Linked DNA regions of Ovis canadensis: region 1 is linked to region 2. Evidence: chromatin contacts called from public Hi-C data. All regions are on one chromosome and are shown on one strand. The core of a region is the stretch at or near the end of the contact, and the rest is flanking DNA. Distances in the headings are between cores, read along the strand shown. Region 1 overlaps NRP1 (neuropilin 1). Region 2 holds the start of NRP1 (neuropilin 1).

Region 1 (3,985 bases), core at 1,190-3,689, 130 kb before region 2:
TCCACTTCCACTCCGAGGGTCAAGACAGTAAGCATTAGGCAATAAATGAAATGACACTGTCTATGTCTAGACTTGCTTCCAAATCACTCAGAGTCGGGATGCTAGAGGTAAAATGAGATTCCTAGGATCTGGTGAGTGTTGAAGTTGGGTTATGTACCGACAGGGTTCATTTTAGTATTTCTTTTCTCCTTTTGTCTCTGTTTGACATGTCCCATGAAAACAGTTCAGAAAGAGTAGAAAACGGGTCCTAATTCACACACACTGATTTACCCAGTTTGTTACTTTTCACAGGGGTCGATCAGTTGCTAAGTTTATGTAGCATTCTCCAGTAAGTGGCCTAAGAGAATCTCTACTAGGGAAGGGCATCTTTTTAATTCCAGAAAATAAAAGCACAAGTAAACGATCTGCAGTGTTTTCTCAACTCACAGACCCCAGCAACCTTCCTCAGTAACACCCTCTCAAATTTAAAGAAACGAGGCCACAGTGAACCCTCCATTACCTGTGTGATCCTGAATCGGTCCCGTCTTGCTGGTCAACACACTCCATTTGAGCTGCACATGATTGTCATGTTCCCAGTGACAGAATGTCTTGTGAGAACCCCAGCCAAACTCACAGTTAAAACCATATGTTGGAAACTCTTCAGCGGGTGGAAAGGAAGAAACAGAGACAAGTAGAGAAACACACATTTGATCATTTTGATCATTTAGGTCAGAAAGGTCCTTAATTCCTTCATGGAAAGCACGATTTATATAATTTAATATCTATTTGAAAATCCTAGGAAAGCCACAACACCCACGATTGCCAAGGAACGCAAAAGATGCGTGGAGAGATGCACAAGCTTGCAGCATCACATTTAGTAACTTTTTTTTTTTTTGGATCCAGCTCAAAAAAAGATTATGGACTGCCTGTCAACTTGGTACATAAAATTTCCAGGAAGGTTACTTTCCAAAGCATGTATTATTACATCTGTAGCATTCTCCCTATTTCCACAATATTTAATATAAAAGATACTCTGCTCTTGAGGATAGTCATATAAATTGATATCCACCAATGAAAAGAATCTTAATTAAGAGACTGACCCATGAATCTCCAAAGTCTAGAAACGTGACTTGGCTGAGTATCTCACCCTGGAGGTTATCTGTATTCTCAATACACCAGCTTATGCTCCAGGTTTTTACTGGCAGATCTCTGAAGCATTTCGTAAGATTTTTTTTTTTTTTTAACTTCTGTGCTTTATATCAGGTCAATTAATTTTAAGTGGGAAATCTCTGCTTCTTTAGTGAATTTTCAGATTTGCATATAAATTGTTTGCCCCACTTAAAACTGCAATATAGGGTCAAGTAAAGCCAAAGCATATTTGAATGGGTACCCACTTTTTTAATGTTCAAAATGCTTCCTTTGGGTTCTAAAAAGAAAGCGTGAAGGGAGTCTCAAGAATGATTTGTTTCATGTGTTCTACAAAGTGCTATTTGACTATGGGTTTGTTGGTTTTTTTTTTTCCTAACTTGTATAGCCTTAGTTTTTACTCAACATTTTTGCTGGGGGAATTTGGTTAACTTTTTAAGGATGGGGAAAATGAAGCCCTTGATATTTGGAATTATTTTTGGTAAACTGGAGCTAACAATAAAAATAATCCTAAAGATAAAATTCTTTTCTTTCTGCCAGTCCCACCCATCTCCTGAATATAAAATTAAACACACAATAGGGGCTGTTTTCTCTAATGACGGTCATTGCTTCTCACTGAGTTCAGGCGTCCACAAGATGGCAGCATTGAGACGAAAAGGAAGGTGCCCCCAGCAGCTTGCCTGCTGATCTAAAAAATAAGTCTAAACAATCTCTCTGTAGCAAAAGGGAAGTATGATATTCTACGCTGTATTAGGGTCAGGCTGAGAGCCTATCTCATTGTGGTCTTTCCTTTAACTTTGTCTAAGTGTTTAACACAAATATTTTGCTTTCTACTGAGTCTGGGCTCCATTGCCCCTCCCCCACTTCAACAATGGCAGGCAGGAGGCAGGGTAAGGGAGATTTACTGAATAGATAAGAATGAGTTACTTTGCATTAAGAATGAGTTACTTTGCATTTTTAGTTTCCAAGGAACTCCTATCAAATGCTAATGTGAAATTTTGGAAGGAAGGCACCATACCATCCTCAAAACTGAGCAAGATGGATTCTCCCTTCCACTGACAGTGTGACCTGCCAAAGGACTCACCGGGGCCAGCTGGAGAAAGAAAGCCTAGTAAGTCATGTGATGTGTATAACACAAGCATTTTCAGTTTGTGCAAAGGGCTATATTTCACAGCGGCAGTGTCACTGGAGATACATATTTTATGCCCCAGTCCATCATAACCATGAAATAGGGCTTCTTAAAGCATGAGAAACCCTCTCCAAAATCCTCCCTTCTGTACAGCATGACTGAATTTTGCAGATGTAGTCAGCTGAACAATGAAGGAGTAGTTGAGTAACCTTGGATGTCAACACCCACAGCCCTGGAATGTGCTGTTGTGTAATCTTGTGTTAGAAACTGTTAATATTGAAAAATATTAATATGTGTGTGGTTTTAGGTTTTCTCCTTAAATGTCATTTATAAGACCTACACAGAGAGGAGGGCAGTCAGTCATTACAGCATACACATTTCTGGTAATATCTGCCTTGTTAATACTTTAAATTTATTGTATAATTTACAGAAAACCACACCATCCATAATTTGGCTATTACTATTCTGGCAGTGTCATAAAATAAATGAACTTGGGTATTTTTGTGGCCAAGACAAAGGGCGACTTTGCCTGAAAGACTAATTTTGACATCTCCTATTCGAGTGAATGGAAGTCAACCTTTATCTTCCACTGTTCTTTCCAATCTATGAATTTTACACAGTGACTACTCAAACTTTTCATATTTTACTACTCTTATCTCTTTGGCTCAATCATATATAATTTATGGCAATCTTGTTAAATTAGAATTTTTTTTTTAATCAGTACCTTTTGCGGGGGATGGGCATGGAGACAGAACAGCTCAATGTTGAAGATTCAAGCCTGGCTAGAAAGGCTATTAAACTCACAAAAATACACACAGACATTTCTAGAAATGGAAAGAGGAAGAGAGAAGGACAGAAGCAGAGGAGATAACGGCAGAGAAAGAGAAAAAAGCCAATGGACAAATGAAATTAGTATACAGGACAATGTCCATTTGACCTTTCAATCTTCAAAATATTACCCAGGCCCCATGGCTGCACAATTCTCATTAAATTCATTGGGAATAATCTGGCTAAATCCCTTCTTGACTCTTAAAAATAGCAGGAAACAATATTCTGAACTTAAATTTATAGCTGCTGTGAGCCAGCACCAGCTGTGCCTGGGGGACCTAGCTTGCCCAGAGTTACATCATTAGCACCATATATGCACAAGGATTTAATTTTCAAATCTGGTCTTCAGAACTTCTATTGGATATGTGAGCTCGCTTACTCATAGGCTGGAAATAAGCAGAGGTGCCTGGGTCCATGTAACCGTGGGTCATGAACATACTCTGAACTGATTTAGAGAATGTCTGGGGATCCTTGGAGGGTAAGAGCCTTCTGCCAAGGGGAAGATGGATTTAAAATGCAGGGCTTCTCATCAGTTCCTGGCAGAGCATTAACAGGCTTTCATGCATCTGATGACAACCCAGATAGCACATGCGTATTATATGCCCACTGAACATATTCTATTGAGAAGAATCTTCAGCATGAAATCTTCAGCCTCTGCTTGATTCTCTAGTGGCTTCAGCAAAATCAGATGATGATGAAAGTTTAAGGTCTGATATCCTGCTGTTTGTCAAGGTGCCTGCAGGACAGTGGGGATCCAGGTATCAGTAGATGGGTCTGACCACGAGCAGGGGAAACCTCAGAGTTAGACCTGCTTTCTGACTCCACGCATGCTCAGGTTCTGAGCATTGGCTTAGCCAGGAGGTGACAATGAACAGAACTCCTCAAAGAAACACAGACAGTTCA
Region 2 (3,719 bases), core at 441-2,940:
AAAAAAAATCCGGCTTGATTCTGGACCCGTTGGATCCGGGGAGCTGGCGCCCAAGGGAGGTCGGGGTGTCTGCGCGAAGAGGAGCAAGCAATGAAAAGATGAGCGGGAGACGGAGGAGTTTCACCAACTGCACCCCCGCCTCCCCCACTGCCTCCTCCCCTCCCCTTCTGGAGCCCTTCCCTCGCTTCCCCCCGCCCCTCTCCCCGAACAGGCTCGCCAGCGATTGCCTGACAAGAGACGGGGAGGAACAAGTTTCTCTCCCTGAACGTTCCCTGTCCGTCTGTCCGTCTCTCCCACAAGCCCTGCTGGGATCTTCCCCGGCAGGGAGGCGCCGGGACTCCGTGCCCAGGGCCGGGTGCCGGATGTGTTTGCGGGGGTACCGGGCGTCGAGGTCGGTGGCAGCGCCAGGGTCGGGCTAGCCCATCTCGGCATGCTCGCTCGGGCCCCCGGGGGAGAGCGGGCAGTTCCGCTAAGATTTTGGGGGGTCGGCCGCCGGAGACAGGCAGCGCGCCCGGGAGGTGGCGGCTGCTTCTCCCAACTCCGAAACCCTCGGGAGGCGCCCGAGACGTGACCTGGGGTCGTGACCTGGGGCAGGAGCAGCAGGGCGCCCCTGGACGTTGCGGATCAGGCCCGAAGGGGCCGAGGAAAGGGGCTGGGGTTGGGGACGCACCCCGGAGCCGGGCGAGAGTCGGCAGTAATCGCTGCCACGCAGAGCCGAGTCAGTAGACTCACGCAGACTAGGCTGTGCTGCAGCCCCGCCCGGCCTGCCTGCCCCGTATCGGGGCGCGCGGCTGGGCGCCTGGCGAGCCCGGGTGTCTGCCGCGCGCCGCGGGCTCCATTGTTGCCGAAGATCTGGTGTCCTCTTCTCCCGGCCAGAGGGGACGCCGAAGGGTGGAAGGTGGTGAGCCTTCCAGCTAGGGGGCAGTCGTCGCCCGACCCCACCCAGCCGGCTTATTCGGAGCCCAGGTGCTCGGGGTTTGGAAATGAGGGGTCCAGCGGTCGGGGCTCCTGTGCATCACCGGGGAGCAGGAACAGTGGCGGGGGCGGGGTGTTGCTCTTGGCCGGGCTCTCACTGCGCCCGCTCCGGCGACAGGCCGTTGTCACGCCGGCCCACCCCCGCCTCCCACTGCAGCGCGTCCTCAGTGGGCTCTGGATGCCCCCCAGTTCGGTCCCCGAAGGGTTTTCCGGGAAGTGCTGCAGAAAGCCTCTGCAGATAGGAATAGCAAGGACATTTCAGGGACCAAACAGGTTTTGGCTACGGATCAGGCCCTTGAGAAGGTAAATGCCCAGGGCCCCCTCCGAAGGAGTTCGTGGGGAAGGTGAAAAGGTCAGCCGCCTTCTGGGAACGGCGTTTCTGCACACACCCGAAAGCAGAGCCTTAGTCCTACCTGGCGCAAAGAGCTGGCAAAAGAGATTTAGGAATGTTGGCAGGAAGACTCTGGTCAAAGGTTTTGGCGGAAGAACTAGGGGCGGGACGCGAGAAAGGCGGCCCAGCGCGCGCGGGCCCGGGTGAGGGCTCCGCTCTAGCGGGTGGCGGCTGGACGCGGTGGCGCGCCCCGGCTGGGGTACAGACGATCCCCGCGCGCCGTGCAAAGCTGCACCTCGGGCTTGCGGGCCCGCGCCGGGGGAGTCCCCGCCTCCAAGCTGGAGACCGGCCTCCTGGGCGCACGAGTCGTCATCCCCCCACTCCCCACCTCCCCCGCCGCCCGGGCCCGAGCGCTTATTCGCCCTAGCTGGTTTCCTACTTCCCCGCTATCCCACCCCGGACTCTGGGTGGAAAGGTGGCACTGTGAGGCCGAGAGTCAAACGCCTGGGCGGGGCGGAAGAGGCAGTGGCGGGGTGAGACCGGGCGCCAGGCGCGCCCGCGCAGACCCCGGGGAGCCATCGCCGCAGAGGGAAGCCCGGGCGCTTTGGCTACCGCGGGCGCGCGACGCCTCCTCCCCGCTTTGCGCTCAGTCCCAGGCGCACCCCCGGCAGTGGCAATCCCCGGCTGCTTGGGGCGAGCGGCATCGTCAGATTTGGGGTAACCCCGGGCGACCTCAGCCCGAGGTTCGGAGGGAGAGGCGCCTCTCGAAACTGGCAGGTTGACAGAGAAGTCGAACCGCGCGGCGCAGCGCCGGGGCGTCCCAGAGTCACGGCTGCCCGCCTCCTTCCTAGTGGGACCCGCGCGGCCCCGCGCGCTCCCGGGACCGGGTTGACCAGTCTGTGCCTCCGCGGGGTGAGCGAGGGGACACTCGCAGAGACTTGAGCCGTGTTGTTTTTAGAAAACTGCCGCCAATCTCTCTTCCCTTTTCCCTGCTGAGTGTGCATTTCCCAGTCTGAACCCACCAAGCTAACAAAGCCACCAGATCCTGCGCTCCAAGAGGCACTGCCCCCGCCCCGCCACCTCGCCCCCTTCCTCCCACCCGCCTTTCCCGGGGAAGGGTCGGCACGCAGAAAACGCCTTTCTTGCTCAGCAGCTGAGCATTTTGCCAGCCTTTCTCCAACCAACTAATAAGACACGCAGTAGGTACTCTGGGGGAAATATCATATTTAAGTTCTGCCTCTGATTTTTCTGATCTGAGACTTTTCTCTAACTCCGGAGTTTCCACATGCAGTTCTGGGTAATGGGAACCCTACCGCACTGATTGATAACTGGCTGCTAGTGGGCAAGTACGGAGCAAATTGTCCTTGCTAACAACGTCTTTCTTCTGCTGGTGGAATCCACTAAGTGTCAAAGAAGGTCAGTTTTAGATTTCTGCTCTTCCCTCTGTAAGGAGACAGACCGACCTTTACAGAGGTAAGTGATAGGAAGAATTTGGCAGTATTCCTAGGCTGATTCTATTTTGTCTCGAGAACACACATCCCTCTTTCAGACATCACAAGTCCTCAGGCTATGTAGGATCCGATTCGACTGAAGGGAAGATCCACCACCACACTCCCTGAGTGCAAGGCAGAGGCCCTGGATGGACAACACCCAGCTTCAGGAACTCCCATGAAGGGGTTACTGCAAGAAGAAAACCCTTCACTTCTGCCTCCTGAGCCAGAATGGAACAGAGGTCCATCATTTAAGAATAGACTGGGTGGTAAATGTATGGTTTCTTTCATCAAGCGCTCATCAATTTGTCATAAGTAGGTGAGATCCATTGCTCCCAGAAGGCCATTTGAGCTACTAATGTCCTCAAAATTTCTAGGTTGGTGCAAATGCAGATTGGTATTTCAGAACTGCATCACATCAAGTTGCTGCAGGAGGGCATGGCAACCCACGCCAGTATTCTTGCTTGGAGAACCCCATGGACAGAGGAGCCTGGAGGGCTACAGTCCATAGGGTCACACATGCCTGAAGGTACTTAGTACATAGGTACACAAAGTCTAGTCAAGTTTTTTTAAAGCATACACATCAGCTTATCTCAGAAAAGCAACCACAAAACATAGTTTTAGTAGGAGCTAACCTACATTTGAAATGTAAGAATGAAAGACATAAAATAGAAAAGCTTAAAAATTGAAACTTAGATTAAGTGCCCACTATTTAAAATAATTACATTAAAAATGGCATGGTTGTTAAATGACTCTGTCATTCAAGGGATGCCCTTTTGGACCTCATGTAGAGCTGTCTCCATTTGGATTAACAGAGGAAAGAGGAAAATAAACTAATGAACGTTTCCCTTCTGTTCCTTCATTTTGGGCCTTTTAAAAACCTTGAAAATTCTTCAAATATTGAAGAAAAGACTACTATCAAA

Evidence for each region. Hi-C and Micro-C count contacts between places; a contact is called where the count stands out from the background.
Region 1: a Hi-C map of lung shows a contact between it and region 2, with 4 times the contacts expected there. The contact joins the enhancer-like site here to the promoter of NRP1 in region 2. A contact is called at or near these places in 2 of 2 Hi-C or Micro-C datasets (fibroblasts and lung).

Annotation. Positions count from the first base shown.
Region 1 is chr13:34,416,000-34,419,984 of ARS-UI_OviCan_v2, reverse strand. NRP1 (neuropilin 1) reads right to left here. Exons shown (of 18, transcript XM_069547378.1): 14 at 500-637. It overlaps LOC138417374 (a long non-coding RNA gene), which reads left to right. Exons shown (of 4, transcript XR_011248097.1): 3 at 2,087-2,236. Among named protein-coding and RNA genes, the nearest start is that of TRNAC-GCA, 33 kb to the right of the region's middle. Within about 2 kb of position 2,439, the one cell type or tissue checked has open chromatin away from gene starts, as enhancers often do. A contact at or near this core is called in fibroblasts, where this site is marked.
Region 2 is chr13:34,282,264-34,285,982 of ARS-UI_OviCan_v2, reverse strand. NRP1 (neuropilin 1) reads right to left here and starts at 1,690. Exons shown (of 18, transcript XM_069547378.1): 1 at 1,389-1,690; 2 at 1-69.